2 separate regions of the Sus scrofa genome follow, and region 1 is linked to region 2. The links are chromatin contacts, called in public promoter capture Hi-C maps. All regions are on one chromosome and are shown on one strand. Each heading gives the region's core, a stretch centred on a gene start, on an enhancer-like site or on the middle of the called end of the contact. The rest is flanking DNA. Distances are from core to core; before and after follow the strand shown. Region 1 holds the start of NBEAL1 (neurobeachin-like protein 1). Region 2 holds the start of STRADB (STE20-related kinase adapter protein beta).

Region 1 (6,713 bases), core at 3,709-6,208, 1.5 Mb before region 2:
AGCAGACCTTCATAAATCTTCCGAGTCATCTTCTTTAATCAGGTATGTGTACAATGTTTGATATGAATAGCATACCAACTAGGTCAGCAAAATAGTAGAGAATGTTTAAATTTTAATTTTAATCATTCAAGATGAACTTGACACTCAATGAAAATAAGGGTCACCTTTGGGAGGATGCTAGTAATTATTCTGAAAACAAAGAGAAAGAATCAGACATTTAATTGCTTCCCTTCCCTTTAAGGAACTGTCATCAAACAACTGATGAGGGGACATGTATGTTCTACTAATAAGAAATTATAAAATTATAATATCACAGTTTTGCAAACTCCTAATGAAATAATTAATGCATATAGGCACAAGTCACTGATGGCCAAGATACTCATGAAATATTCTAGCCTTACCCCAGGAAACAGAATGTGAATCAATCAAGCCTCTAGATCTGCCAGCTTGCAGACACCAGCAGAAGCAACAATTAAAATCAAGGGAATTGGACCAGCAAAACTCAGACTGAGGAAATTCTAATGTCAAAACCCCATTTCTTCAACAAATAAATAGAAGGAATAAAAAGTGTGGTGGGGGAGAGTCCATTGATTAAAAGACTCAACAGATTTTCAGCAAAATACATGTCTATTTTGTTTAAATGTTGCATCAAACAGTATGAAAACAACATTTATGAAGCACCCAAGAAAGTCTGAAGACCGATCAGATACTTGAGATTTAAAGAATTATACTGTGATTATGTTTTTAAGAGGAGTTCTTATTTTATAGATATATTTGTAAATATTTACCAAGAAGCTATGTCATCTGGGATTTGTTTTAAAATAATTCAGGTGTAGAGGAAGGGATAGCGGAATGTTTTAGATGAAACATCATTGAATATAAACCGATAGTTATTGAAGCACAGTACAGATACAAAAAGGTTCACCTTAGCACCTTCTCTATTTGTGCCTACTTGAAATTTTCCATAATAAAAGCCCAAAAAAAGAAAGATGAACCAAAAAAGTTCCATATGACAAACTACAGAATTAGGACGGAAAACAAACAAACAAAAAAAACCCTCCATGGCCCTCAGAGGTCAGAACAAATGAAAATCTTTTCCCCTTTTTTGCCTTTTCGGCCACACACCGGGCACAGTCCCAGACAAGAGGTCAAATTCAAGGCGTCACAGATGCAGCAATGCTGGATCCTTAACACACTGCACCAGGCCAGGGATCAAACCAGCAACACTACAGAGACAAGCTGGATCACTAACCCACTGCACCAGGAACTCCTAAATGAAAATCTTATGGTGAACAAGGCAAAAATTCTTCCTGGACAAACACCACTAATGACAAATGAGAAAACTGAGACCCAAAGAGGTAAGTCTTGCTCAAGGTTACAAAACAAAGCATCAGTAGAGGCAAAACTGGATTCCACAATTGCAAGCCCCAAAAGAGATCTAAGTTGGAGCTAAGTTAAAAGATCTTCGCAGTCCTGAAGTAGTCTGAAAGCCCATCAAAGGAGTTTTAAAAAGGTCTTAAAAGTTAGTCCAGTGGAGAAAAAGAAGTCAGGTGGTTTGAGGAGCTATGTGCTAGATGGAGGGCAATAAGGCTAGAGAGAAAGTACCACAGAGAACTGAGTATTTGGTAACCATCCTCACTAGGAAGCAGAAATGTTAAATCTGATACATTATTTGGAAGCTATTTGAATTCAAGGTGTTTGAACAAAACATAGTTATTGTCTAGCTTACAAGTAGCTTATTCATGAACTGATGAAACAAAATCATTAAGCAATGATTTTTTTGAAAGCAGGTGGAAAATTTTTATCTTATTAAGTGCACAAATGATTTAAATCTTAAACATAAAAAATGAGATTTATCTTCCTCTCCAAGAACAGGCTTCAAGATTTGACCATGAAGGGCCTTCATTATTTACTTAGACATTCTCATAAAAAAGGGTTCACGTTGATGTTAAATCATTAAGAACTAAAGTCTGTTTCTGTCAATGATACTGTCTTTTCAATAAGCACAGTATCACTTAAATAAAACATGAATTCGACCTAGAAACAATATAACTAATTAATAAGACAATGTAACCCCATTTACTTTTTGTCATTCTGAAAATGTAAAAACCTAGTAAGTTTGATGGATTTTTAAAGACATCATTTTCAAACTACTAGGCAAGCATACTAAATGCATTTTGATTTTTGGACGACGTGTTAGTGACTATTTTCAAAAGTTGGTGAATTGGATTCTTTTTTTTATTGGAAGAGTGGTCTATTTTTAAAAAGACATTTCTGGAATTAAATTACACAAGACTAAAAGCTATTTTAAAAATCCATATTAAACATTTCAAAGTATACGTCCTTCAGTAACTGTAATATCAAACCAGGAAGTAACAGAAAATTCCAGTGCAAACTCTAATATTTAATATTAAGATAACTGAGGTCATCTGTTAAAGAATAAGTTGTTCTTTAAAGAGGTGAAAGTATAAAAAGGGAACCCAAAGGGATAATGCAAAAAACGCAAGCTGAGACTTGAGAATTTCACCACATAGACCTAAAGTAACTTAAGCAGTAAATTGGAGATGTTACTCTGACCCTTTTCAGTATCTTCAAAGTAGTAATCAGCTCTCACTGGAAAAACATGTTTTTAAGTAATACCTTTCTCCCCCAATAACCTAAAATCAAAGTTAACATGTAAAGTCATATAAAGATGAAAAAAGAAAAATTAATTTTGAATGACAAAAGTAAAAATAATGAGTCATAATGGATAAGAGCATGGACTAGAATCAGACAGTACAGAGTCCAACTAGGTACAGAAGCAGAAGTGCCTGCTTCTCATTGGCCTCTTTAACCTCTGCATCAGTTTTTCTCATCAGTCAAAAAGGATAATTACAATACCCGTTTCACATGATGATTGTGAGGATCAAGTAAGACAATGCTTCTAAGGTGCATTAGGGCAAGCTTACAGTAACCACCTCAAGTCTATAGCCCTTTTATACAATAACCTTTTTATACAACTTAAAAAAGATTAATTATGAGAAAAATGTTTAATGGTCTTATAAAAATATCTCTATCAGTACTTCCACTTGTGAGAGGGAAAAAAACCAAACAAAAATATAAATATTTTTATCTTAAGGTCATAGTTTTACTTATATAATGTTAGGATCACTGAAGAAAAATATCAAGTTAAAACCACACCCTAGGAGTTACCATCTTGGCTTAGCTGCAAGGAACCCGACTAGTATCCATGAGGACTTGGATTCAATCCCTGGCCTTGTTCAGTGGCTTAAGGATCTGGGGTTGCCACGAGCTGTGGTGCAGGTCACAGACACAGCTCGGATCTGGTGTTGCTATGGCTGTGGTATAGGCAGGCAGCTGCAGCTCGGATTTGACCCCTAACTGGGGAACTTGCATATGTGACGGGTGCTGCCCTGAAAAAAGACAAAAAATAAATAAAAGCACACCGTACACTTTTTAATAACATGCCAATATTGGGTATGTGTTCGAACTTGCAAAAGCAGAAAACAGAAAATCCTGCGTTTTTACATTTGAGGTCATTACTATAAATAAACATGATATTATCCATTAAATAAAATGTTAATAATGGCAGTTACAAAAGTTTTTATAACAAAGTATTTTAAAACTTAGAAATAGAAAGAAAAGTAGTTACCTTCGCACAATAAAGCATCCAAAGTTCGAAGAGTCTCTCTCTGGATGCCATTCTGGCTTTCACTCTGGCACTTTAATTTTTCCTCAAAAAAAAAAATTGTGTTCAAGACCACAGTATGTTCATTTTATTTTCCAAGTTTTTCAGCTGTTACAATAAAACTCAAAGCAGTAGGGAAAACAAAAAGAAGTGAAACAAAGGACGGTCTGCTTTCTGGTTAATAAGATTCAGTTTCAGCAGTTATTCCAACATATATTCATCAGTGGTCTTTGGGCAATTACATAAATCTGTAAAAGAGAAAAAGATGCAAGATTCCCTTTAACAAGAGGCCATATTAACAATTATGGGTTTATAAAAACTAGAGATTTATTTTCTTCACTGCCCACAAACAACTGGCTAAGCTTTCACAACTGATCGGATTTCACAGAAATTGGTATTTCAGAAAAACATCACAGCTAATACAATATTTCACATCAACAGAAAATCAGAATCCTCTTGGGCAGAACTCAAAGATGAGTATTTTTCATAACAAAAAATGTGTCCAATGATAGTAAGCAGCAAAAACGCCGTTCCCACTCATACATTTTCTATAAACATAAGAAAAAGCACACATACTGACATATTTCAAAGACAGAATCCCTTGGAATTCTCTAGGCTGCTTCTTAAAACTTCTTGGGAATGTTTGTCGCTGTGTTGCAGGGCAGGGCGTGGGGAGGAGGGGGAAGAATTTCTGGTTTGTTTGTTGCAACAATCCTCAGGGAGTGAAAGTCGACCTTTCCACCTGGCCTCGCTACCTCTCCATCCAGTTAAGGAGCGCACAAGGAAAACACCGGCGCGGCAAGGAAAACACCTCGGGAAAACCTCCGAGTGTTTTGGGGACCTTTAAATTTCCTCCTCGCATCCCGGGCAACCGAGAAAGGGAGGCAAACTTAATGCGAGCCGAGCCGCCAAGAGAAGCTTTGGCAAAGGGGCAACGCGAGCTTGGCGTTCCGCGACCCACTACCCACGCCCTCTCGACCGCATCCGGGTCGACCTCGCCCCCTCACGGCCGCCCCCCTCTCTACCGCGCCCTCACCCCCAAACACCCTGGGCCCTCCCATTTCTGCCACGCGGCCCCCTCTTCCCTACGACCCGCTCGCCTCACCACGCTCACATTGGGGGGTCGTGTTGCCGCCGCCGCCAGGCCGTCTAATCTGCTTCCCTGCCCCCCCCTTCCCCAGCGAAGCCCCGTGTCACCCCGCAGCTAAGCAGGCGGGCAGGAGAGGGAGGCGGGGCGGCGACCGCACGGGGCGGGGCGGGAGGCTGGGAGGGGGCCAGAGGAGGGGCTTTCCTCTCGGCTAATCATTCTGGCCTCTAAGGATTTACCCGCCCCAGGGCACTAGCTGTTCATTGGTTGCGAAGGCTGGGAAGGGGCGGGATGACCTGAAGCCTCGCCCCAGCATACCTGCGCAGTCGCAGTCGACCCGGCTTCTGAAGACCCGGCGGCCGGTTCCCGGTGGGGCGCTCCTGTCGGCCCCGAGCTGAACGAGACTAAGGACCGACGACGTGCTTACGTCCACCCGTTGCTGCTGCCGGGGATGGGCAGACAGAGCGTTCGGCTCGTGGCGTCATTTCCGGGAATCATTGGAGGGCAGGGAACCCTACGGTGATAACTAAAGAGGATTTCATTTTGATTTCTTTTTGTAAAAAGGGGATTGGTCCTGAGAGTGTACGCTAATGTAAGAACAGACAATTGCTCCCACACGCACCCCAAAATCCTTTATCGTGTTTGTGTCTCATACTTCCGCTGTCGCTGAGTGTCAAGCACAACGGGCTTGTTTCATCACTACTAAAGAATTAAAAGGGCTTTGCTCTTAAAAAAAAAAAAAAAAAAAAAAGATACGAAAGGAAAACAACTGCATTTACTAGCTATAGACCACTTTAGGGGGAAAGGTGCTTAAGGAGTTGGGGAAAGACGCATGAGATTAGTACACCTAAACATTTTTAAAAAACTTTTATTGTGAAAAATGTCAAACAGTATACAAAAGTAAACTAGTATAATGAAATCCCGTATACCATCACTAGTGTCCCATCTTCCTTCCATCAATATCAGTAGCTGGCAAAGTGTACAGAGAAAAAATATTTTAGGTTTTGCAGACCATCCTACTTGAAAACTTAACAAAAATCAAAATAATATGTCATGATATGTGAAAATTAGATGAAATTCAAATTCCATTGTTTTTAAAGTTTGTTGGAAAACAGCCATACTCATTCCTTTACAATTGCTCCCTAAGGTAGCAGAGTTTTGAATAATTTGGGGTAGTTGTTAGCAAACTGTGCCTTTTCAAAATCTCTTGGTTCTCCAGCAGACCTGTGAAATGACATGTGAAAATTTTGGAAGTGGCAGGAGGAGAAGAAATTACCCTTGTTGCCATATTCCCCGTTTTAGTAATTAGCTGCTTCATTCTCCTAGAACCTAACAAGTATCCTCGCTGTCTTTTTTATATATGTCACATTCAGACTAAGCCTTTCAGCTGTATCTTCAAAACACATCTAACTATTTTTCTACACCACTACCACCAGGATGTGAGTTACTACTAAATCTTTTATGGATTATTGTAGTAGCCTCCCCATTTGTCTCTCTGCCTCTGCCTGTACACTCACCCCACTCATGGATTAGTCTCAACATAGCAACAAGAATGACCTTTCAGCATAGAAATAAGATGTTACATCCTTTGCACAAAACTTTGCAGTGGATTCCCATCCCACTTAAAAGGGCCAACAAGGACTTATGTTTTCCTCCCACACTTCCCTCTTTAACATCTCCAACTATTTTATTCTGGCCTTCCCTTATATCACTCCAGACACATGGCTTCCATGCTGCTCCTCAAATTCACAAAGCACATTCCACTCTCTGGGACTTTACCCAGAATATTGTTTCCCCAGATGCCCACACACAATCTTCAAGTCTCTGTTGAAGAATCACCATGTTCAGAGTTCCCACTATGGTGCAATGAGATCCACAGCGTCTCTGCAGCATCAAGACAGAAGTTCAGTCCCCAGCCCTGCACAGTGGGTTAAAGGA
Region 2 (7,544 bases), core at 2,444-4,943:
CCTCTAACTACTCTGTTGATACAAAATTAGATCCATGTTTATTAAAAACTTACCAAAAGAGACATTGAATCGCTTTAGTTCACAGAAAGTGACAAAAATCCATCTATTCCAAAGATTTCTGCTTTATCTTCAAGAAATATCCTACTATAAAAAAAAAAAGCAAAATAACTTAGATTTATATACAAACTCTTTGAAGACCTAGTTGCCATAAACCCATTGCTATTTGGGCAGCTATTCTCTAACAGAGGATTACAGACATTTCGGCAAAGTGTCCTTAAAAGCATTTCTGTTTACTGAAGACTATTTGGGACCTGACATTAAAATAGAAAGGCAGAGTGAAGTGGAAAGGAAATTCTGAATATTTCCAAAGTCTCCATATACCCCCATCTTTCCTTTCCTATCTTTTCTGTATTATGTTTTTAAAAAACACTAAGCAGATATAAGAATACAGAAAAGGCAATGTTGGACACACTTTTGGTTAATAAATGGTGCCAACTATAAATATACTCCAAGAATTTCCAATGGTTCCATTTATAAGTAAACTTTGCATCTTCCAAAATGATTTAATAGGTAATTAATCTTCCTCATCTGATTAATCACCATTAAATCACTTAGGGTCACTGACCAGCAAATTTGGGAAAGAATCAGGATTAGTAACAGACTAGGAATTAATACCATTTTCTTCTCGCCATATGTTTTAAAATTTTTTGTGTCATTTCCATACAAAAATAATAGTTTCTGTAGGTCGAATATTTTTTATTTTATGATTCTTAGATCTGATTTCTTTTACTTCTTGGAATTTACTGACATATATGAAAGATACGCAGTAATCATACAAATAAGTTCTGTCCACTTTCATTAACGGAGTACTAAGCTCAATAGTTTATGAAGATTCTAACAGATTCAGAGGGTTAAAAGAGCTTCTTCAGATTCAAGGAGCTACTAAAGCACCACCAAAAGTTTCCAGATCTTTCCTAAAAGGTGGTAATGCTCTAAACCTGCTAGTGCCAGGTCTTTCCTTATACCTAACCAATATCTCTTTCATCTAAATTGTGGCTCATTATTTCATTTTAATGAAGTTCCCAAGTCTAATCAAGGTATCTACAAACATCTGAACAAAATGAGAAAGAAAAAGACTTTGCTCACCATAGAGTAGCAGCCAATTTTATTGCTAGGGAAGGATGTCAATTTACTCAGGATATTCAGTATAAACCAAAGACAGAAAACAGGACGAAGAAAAATCTGAGAGTGCTTGATTATTTTGTCACCTGCCATTCACTATCATCAATGTAAGACGCTGGTGTCTGCTGTGTTACAAGAGGGGGAATGCAACACCTGCCCTGCCCACTTTCCAAGGTGACTGAGATCAAATTGAATATTTCATCTGAAAGGGCTCAGAACTAGCAAATATTGTGTCAATATAAGAGCTGAAGAAGATGTTTTGAAAGGTACACTCAGATATTATTGGTGGCAGTACCAAACAATAGGGCTCATTTGGAAAGCAGGTTGGCAATGTTTTAATAATGATAAAAATGTTGGGACATATATAAACTAATATATATACAAAAATCAATCAGTAACAAGGCCTACTATATAGCACTGGGAATTCTATTCAATGCTCTGTGATGGCCTATACGAGAAAAGAATCTGAAAAAGAATCGATATATGTATAGCTGATTTACTTTCCCGTACAGCTGAAGCTAACACAACATTGCAAGTCTACTCCAATTAATTTTTAAATATTCATACCTTTTGACCTAATAAAATTCTCACTTCCATTAACTTATTCTAAGGAAACATCCGAGTAAATGAAAAAACCACACACCTGAAAGTCACTGTGCTATTGACTAAAAAAGCCAAGTATTCACTTCACAAATGTTTAATGAATGCCTGTCATGGGTCAGGCACTGTGCTAGGCACTTGGGACACTCATTAGTGACCACCGCAGACAAGGCCCTGACCACTTGTAGGGGACATTCCCACAAGCAGTAAGATTAGAGATATCATGATTAACTGAATTTCCTGGTTCTCAGGATTTTGTTTCCTGCTTTTCCCACGTAATATAAGTAAGTTCTTAAACAACAAAAATTTTGTAAACTCCATTACACTTTTTTTTTCCCAGAAAAACTCATAAGAAACACAATCTGTGAGAACTGTGCATGGGTTAATCCCAGAGATTTTGCTTTAGATGTGACAGACTATTAAGAGATAATATTATAAGACATTTTGAGGTCAAGGCAGCAGCTGCCCCTGCTAAGGGCAGCGGGGGGAGGGAAGGATAGCTTTGCTGTCATAATTTTCTCCTGCATGCGCTTTCACTAGGTATAAATATAAATTCTTTAAAAAAAATCATGGTGAGACTTGTATTTCTAAATATATTCACAGGTACATCAGTGTGGTCTCTTGCACTTGTATCTAAAAAGCTAATTAGGATAAAGCCTTATAAATAATTTAAATCTGTTCTATATTAATGGTTCCTCCTAAGGCTTTAATCTGAAAGGTTAAATTAACACTTGCTGAGAAAATCAGGAGCGCATCTAAATTACACAACTGGGGAGGGGGGAGAGAATTAGTTAATGTAAACATCCAAAAGAGACCACTGTTACTGGGAATGCAAAAAACCTGATTTAACTGCGCAGAGCTCTAAGATTACTGTAAGTTTCAAAGGGATCCTGGGAACCCATAAAGTCTTAAAAATTAGAGCGACGCACAACTCAGTAGAATTTTCCAAACTTAGCATCGTGACTCACACTTTCAAAAAATATTTACGAAGTGCCTACTGTGTGCCAGGCTCTAGGCTAGGTAGGCGCTGTCACAAATTCTGATCAAGTTCTAAGGGAAAAGGTGCCTGACACAACAAACCCACGAGGAAACAACACAACGCTGAACTTAAATACCGAGGACCAAACGCAGCTTGAGCATTTAATGATGTAAAAGCTTCCTTCCGAGTCCTGTTTTGGGGCACTTTGTTAGCGAACTCACAGAAGGTGTCACACGGAGCGGGGGCCGGAGGGCGTCCTCGGTTTGGAAACTTCTCGAGCGGGGAAGCACGGCCAAAGGTGAGAGCAAGGGTAAGGGTGGGGGTGGCGGGGCCGGGGGAGAGCGCGGCGGGCGGATGGGCCCCCAAACACCTGGCACCGCCAACCCCAGCAGGCGCCGCCTACGCCGCACGCAGGTGCCTCCGCCGCCGCGAGGCCCAGGACTCCCGGGCAGAGCCGGAGCTGCGCGGGGCGCACGGGCCGGTCGCCACGCAGAGCCGGGCTCCCTCCACAGCCCCGCTGGCCGCCCGGGCTCGGGCTTGAGGCAGGGTGGCGAGTTCTAGTCCCGGGCTTCCCGAGGTTAGCGCGAACGCAACCGCGCTCCCTCACGTCCCAACTGTCCCTCCCTTACCCTCCCCGGCCCGGCGTCCCCTCATTACCTAGGCGGCGACCAAAGCCAGCAGCTCTCCTCAGGCAGCCAAAGGTGCAGGGCCCGGGTGCCCGGCCCGCCCAGGGGCAAGGCGAGAGCGCAAGGCCCGCTCCCAGCGCGGGCCGCGAAGCTCAAGAGGGCGGCGCGACCCGGACTGGGACTGTGGGCCTGGAACTCGGCCCCAGCCCGGGGCACCCCGCCGGGACGGGATTCGCCCCACCCCGGCTGCAGGGTCGCGGCCCCGCCTCCCGCCTCGGGGCCGCCGGTTAGGGGGCGTGGCCTTTCGTGCTAGGGGCGTGGCCTAGAGGAAACTGCAATTCCCAGCAGGTAGTGCGCTAGCGCCTTAGAGGCTGCTGGGAGAGTGGGTCTCGTCCTCTCTTCCCCAATTGTGCGGGGCGGGGGACTGTAATTGAGCCGGCGTCGCTGCAAAACCGAAGTCGCCGAGTGATGATGTTGTGAAGTCGCCCACCAGTCCCTGCCACGCCCGGGCGGTTACAGGCAGCGGCGGCCGCTTTGGCTGCTGCTCCTAGGCTGCCGCCGCTTTTAGAATCTTCTCCTTGAAGGAGCGCGGGCGCAGGACCGAGGACCCCGGGCTATTCCTGTAAGTAACCTTCCCGCGCACGACCCGAACTTGCTCTTGCCATCTTCTCTTGAAGGCAGAGGAGCCTCCTCGCCCCGCGCTCCTCCTGGTCCTCGGAGGTCGCGCGCGGACACTGGAGCCGGAGCTGGGTACTGGAGGGCTGGGTGCTCGCCGGGTCCCCGCCCCGCTCTGGGAAGCGGGTGGTTTTCTAAGGATAAGGGCGAAGTGGTGGGCATTGGACTCTGGTCCCCGGGTTCACCCCAGATGCGCCTCTGAGGAGGATTAGCAGTATCCCATCCTCTGCCGGACAGTACTCACCTAGTGCCCCATCCCCGAGCGATGAGCGGCTTTAGTGTCTGGACGTTAAACCTTAAGCCTCAGTCGCCATCTGTGATGGGAGAGAGATGAGACGATAGTGGAAAAGAGCTCTATGTTGAGTTGGGCTTTTCTTGCAATTGATTTTGAGCCAGACGTCTTTTAAAAGAAAGACAGTTGCCTTTAGTTTCAACCGTAAATAATGAATATTGGCAGATATCCTTTTAGTATCAGCATAAAGATAATCTCCCAAACACTTGAAAGACTTCTGGGTCATTTTAATAGTGGTGAACTCGGTTACTTGCCCACGAGCCTTTTATTTAAACCTGCAGTTTCTGCCCCAGAAACAAACTTTTCACTGGAAATTCATCAAGCTAGAATGGACCATAGAAATAAAATGAAAAGGACTCTTCCAGGTTTTTGTTTTTAATTTATTTCAGTCATTTTTCCCCTCAACTTCAAATCTTTGCTGTAGAATTGGAAGTCTGAGCTAGAGTGATCTCCAAATAGCATGTTGACGGTGGTGACATGACACTACAGAAGAAATTGTGAAGGACATTTGGTGGTAAGAAAGGGCAAGCATGAAGACACTTTATCATCTCAGCAGTTATTCCAGCTTTCTGTTTTTAAAATTCAGTAACATTCAGCAAGTCTCAGACATTCATCAAACACTGAAAGACAGTTGTTATATTTACATATCTTTATTCATAGGATGACAGGAGTCAGACAAACATTTGAGTACTTCCAATCAGCCAGGCATCTCAGTTATGAGCTCTACATACGTTGGATCTCTTAATCACTAAAATAATTCTGTTGCATAATCTGAGGTTCAAAAACTTTGCTTATGTAACAAGTAGAGATTCATACCTAGATCTATCTGCCTTACTTCAAAGTGTGGGTCAGGTAACTTGTACCTACTTCAGAATTACTGACCTTAAAAAAAAAAAAAAAATTACTGACCTTAAAGGTTGGAAAAGCATTTTCCAGCATTATTTCCTAATACCGGTTCCTACTGCATACCTTGGACATCTAGAATAAATCCTGAAGCCCTGCTTTAGTGCTTTTGAACCAGTTGTTCTATCTACTTGCAATTCTCATCCTCCACAGAGTTAAAGACCATTACAGGGAGTTCCCGTCGTGGCGCAGTGGTTAACGAATCCGACTAGGAACCATGAGGTTGCGGGTTCGGTCCCTGCCCTTGCTCAGTGGGTTAACGATCCGGCGTTGCCGTGAGCTGTGGTGTAGGTTGCAGACGCGGCTCGGATCCCGCGTTGCTGTGGCTCTGGCGTAGGCCGGTGGCTACAGCTCCGATTCGACCCCTAGCCTGGGAACCTCCATATGCCGCGGGAGCGGCCCAAGAAATAGCAACAACAACAACAACAACAAAAGACAAAAGACAAAAAAAAAAAAAAAAAAAAAAAAAAAAAAAAAAAAAAAAAAAAAAAAAAAAAAGACCATTACAAATGCACCTCTTTACTTATGTAAGCCTTGGTAGGATTGGCCTTTCATCTCAAAAGTCTTTCCAGTTCAAAGGCTTAGTGGTTCTGTAATTGAAAATATGAGCCAAGGAGTGTTATCCTCTTCTGCAAATGGTTAACATCTGTAGTCACAAAGAGTAGAAAAAATTGTTTCTTAAGATTTTTACTTCAATACACAAAATACGGTAAACACCAATATAAGGAATGAGATGATAATGTTATTTCATGTTTATTTTCAGCTTTGTTTATATCATCCATACCAATTTTTGAACCTCTGGTTACTATCCTGTTTAGTTAATAAGAAATCTGAACACTAAGGTAATATTCACATTTAAAATAACTTAATAGTTGAAAGAGCTAAATTATTCATGATTTCCAGTCATATTTGATCTGCAGTAATCGTATAATAGGAAACATTTGTATAGATCTTACTATGTGTTAGATACTTCTCTAAATGTTTCACCTATATTAGCTTATTGTCACAGTAGCAGTATGAGGTGTTTTTATAGATAACTAAAGCAAAGGGTAAGTTAACGTACCCAAGGTCATGCTGATACTAAGTGATGGAACTGGGTGTCAAATCCAGGCAGTCCCAGAGTCTTTACTATAACATTTATTGAGCACCTACTGTGTACCAGCCCTACAACAGAATGCTTTTATTATAATTTGCCATTTATCTTTATAATTACCTTATGTAGAATGGAAGGTTGGCATTTAGTGACTTGTCCAAAGTCACGAGATAAGTCAGTGGTAGAGCCAGGATTTGAACTCACACTTGCCTTTCTTCAAAGTCCATGTTCCTTCTTCTACAATAAATAATCAAATCTTTAGTAAGTACCTTCAGTGGGACAGACACCATGCTAAGTGGTAGAATTTACACTTCTCATAATTCTCCAGAATTAAGAGAAAATAAATTTCTGTTGTTTAAGCTGCCCAGTCTGGTAGTTTGTTATGGCAACCCGTGCAAACTAATGGAGAGATGTTTTACCGAAGAGATGACTTACAAAAAGCCTTTGATGTGTAGCCAAGTGCTTAGGTTTCATGGTAAGGAGTGTTGAGAAATGAAGCTGGAGACTAGGCTGGAGTCATATTTGGATGAGTTTGTATGAGACACTAAGGATTTTAAACTTTTTCCTAAGGGGTATGGAATGGAGGGAGTTTGTAGCAATAGGAATACATTAAGTCTGTATTTTAGAAAGATACTCTGTGAGCCATGGAGGATGGATTAAAGGGGGTAAGACTGGAGGCAATAAGATCAGTTAGGTATCTTATTGCCACAGGAAGCCGAACTGAATATTTTCTCGGAGTATTGAAATGGCAAACTAAAGTGGAACCATTGTTAACATAAGAACGATTTTAAAGGGCACAGCTGACCCTTAGGGCATACATAAGGTCATTTAGGAATAATTTGTATATACCTCTTTCGTACCTAGAGATTGGCTTTGCTTTTGACATTTTGCTTTCCATAAAGAAAGCTTTATTCAGTTATCACAGAATATTCATTATTTTTCCACTGTATTTAATAGACATTCTTATGATACTTATTCTCTTCTATGCCAAGTCCACTGACAACTTCATGAAATAGCTACTCGGTATTACTATCTCCATTTTGTACATAAAGATATTGATGCACAGAGAAATTAAGTAACTTGCCCATGGTCACGTAGCTAATAAATGATAGTGGTTAAGATTCAAACTCAGGCAGTCTGTCTTTAGAATCTGTGCTTTTAGCCATTATACTCTCCTGTTGCCATTTACTATTT

Evidence for each region. Promoter capture Hi-C pulls out the DNA fragments that hold promoters and counts their contacts.
Region 1: a promoter capture Hi-C map of liver shows a contact between it and region 2, with 3 times the contacts expected there. The contact joins the promoter of NBEAL1 here to the promoter of STRADB in region 2. A contact is called at or near these places in 1 of 5 promoter capture datasets (liver) and 1 of 2 datasets of contacts at active chromatin or transcription factors (alveolar macrophages).

Annotation. Positions count from the first base shown.
Region 1 is chr15:106,514,527-106,521,239 of Sscrofa11.1, reverse strand. NBEAL1 (neurobeachin-like protein 1) reads right to left here and starts at 4,958. Exons shown (of 55, transcript XM_021075109.1): 1 at 4,803-4,958; 2 at 3,653-3,936. The coding sequence starts at 3,703.
Region 2 is chr15:105,051,367-105,058,910 of Sscrofa11.1, reverse strand. It overlaps STRADB (STE20-related kinase adapter protein beta), which reads right to left and starts at 3,693. Exons shown (of 12, transcript XM_003133587.5): 1 at 3,419-3,693; 2 at 54-144. The coding sequence starts at 65. TRAK2 (trafficking kinesin-binding protein 2) reads left to right here and starts at 2,857. Exons shown (of 16, transcript XM_021075699.1): 1 at 2,857-3,059.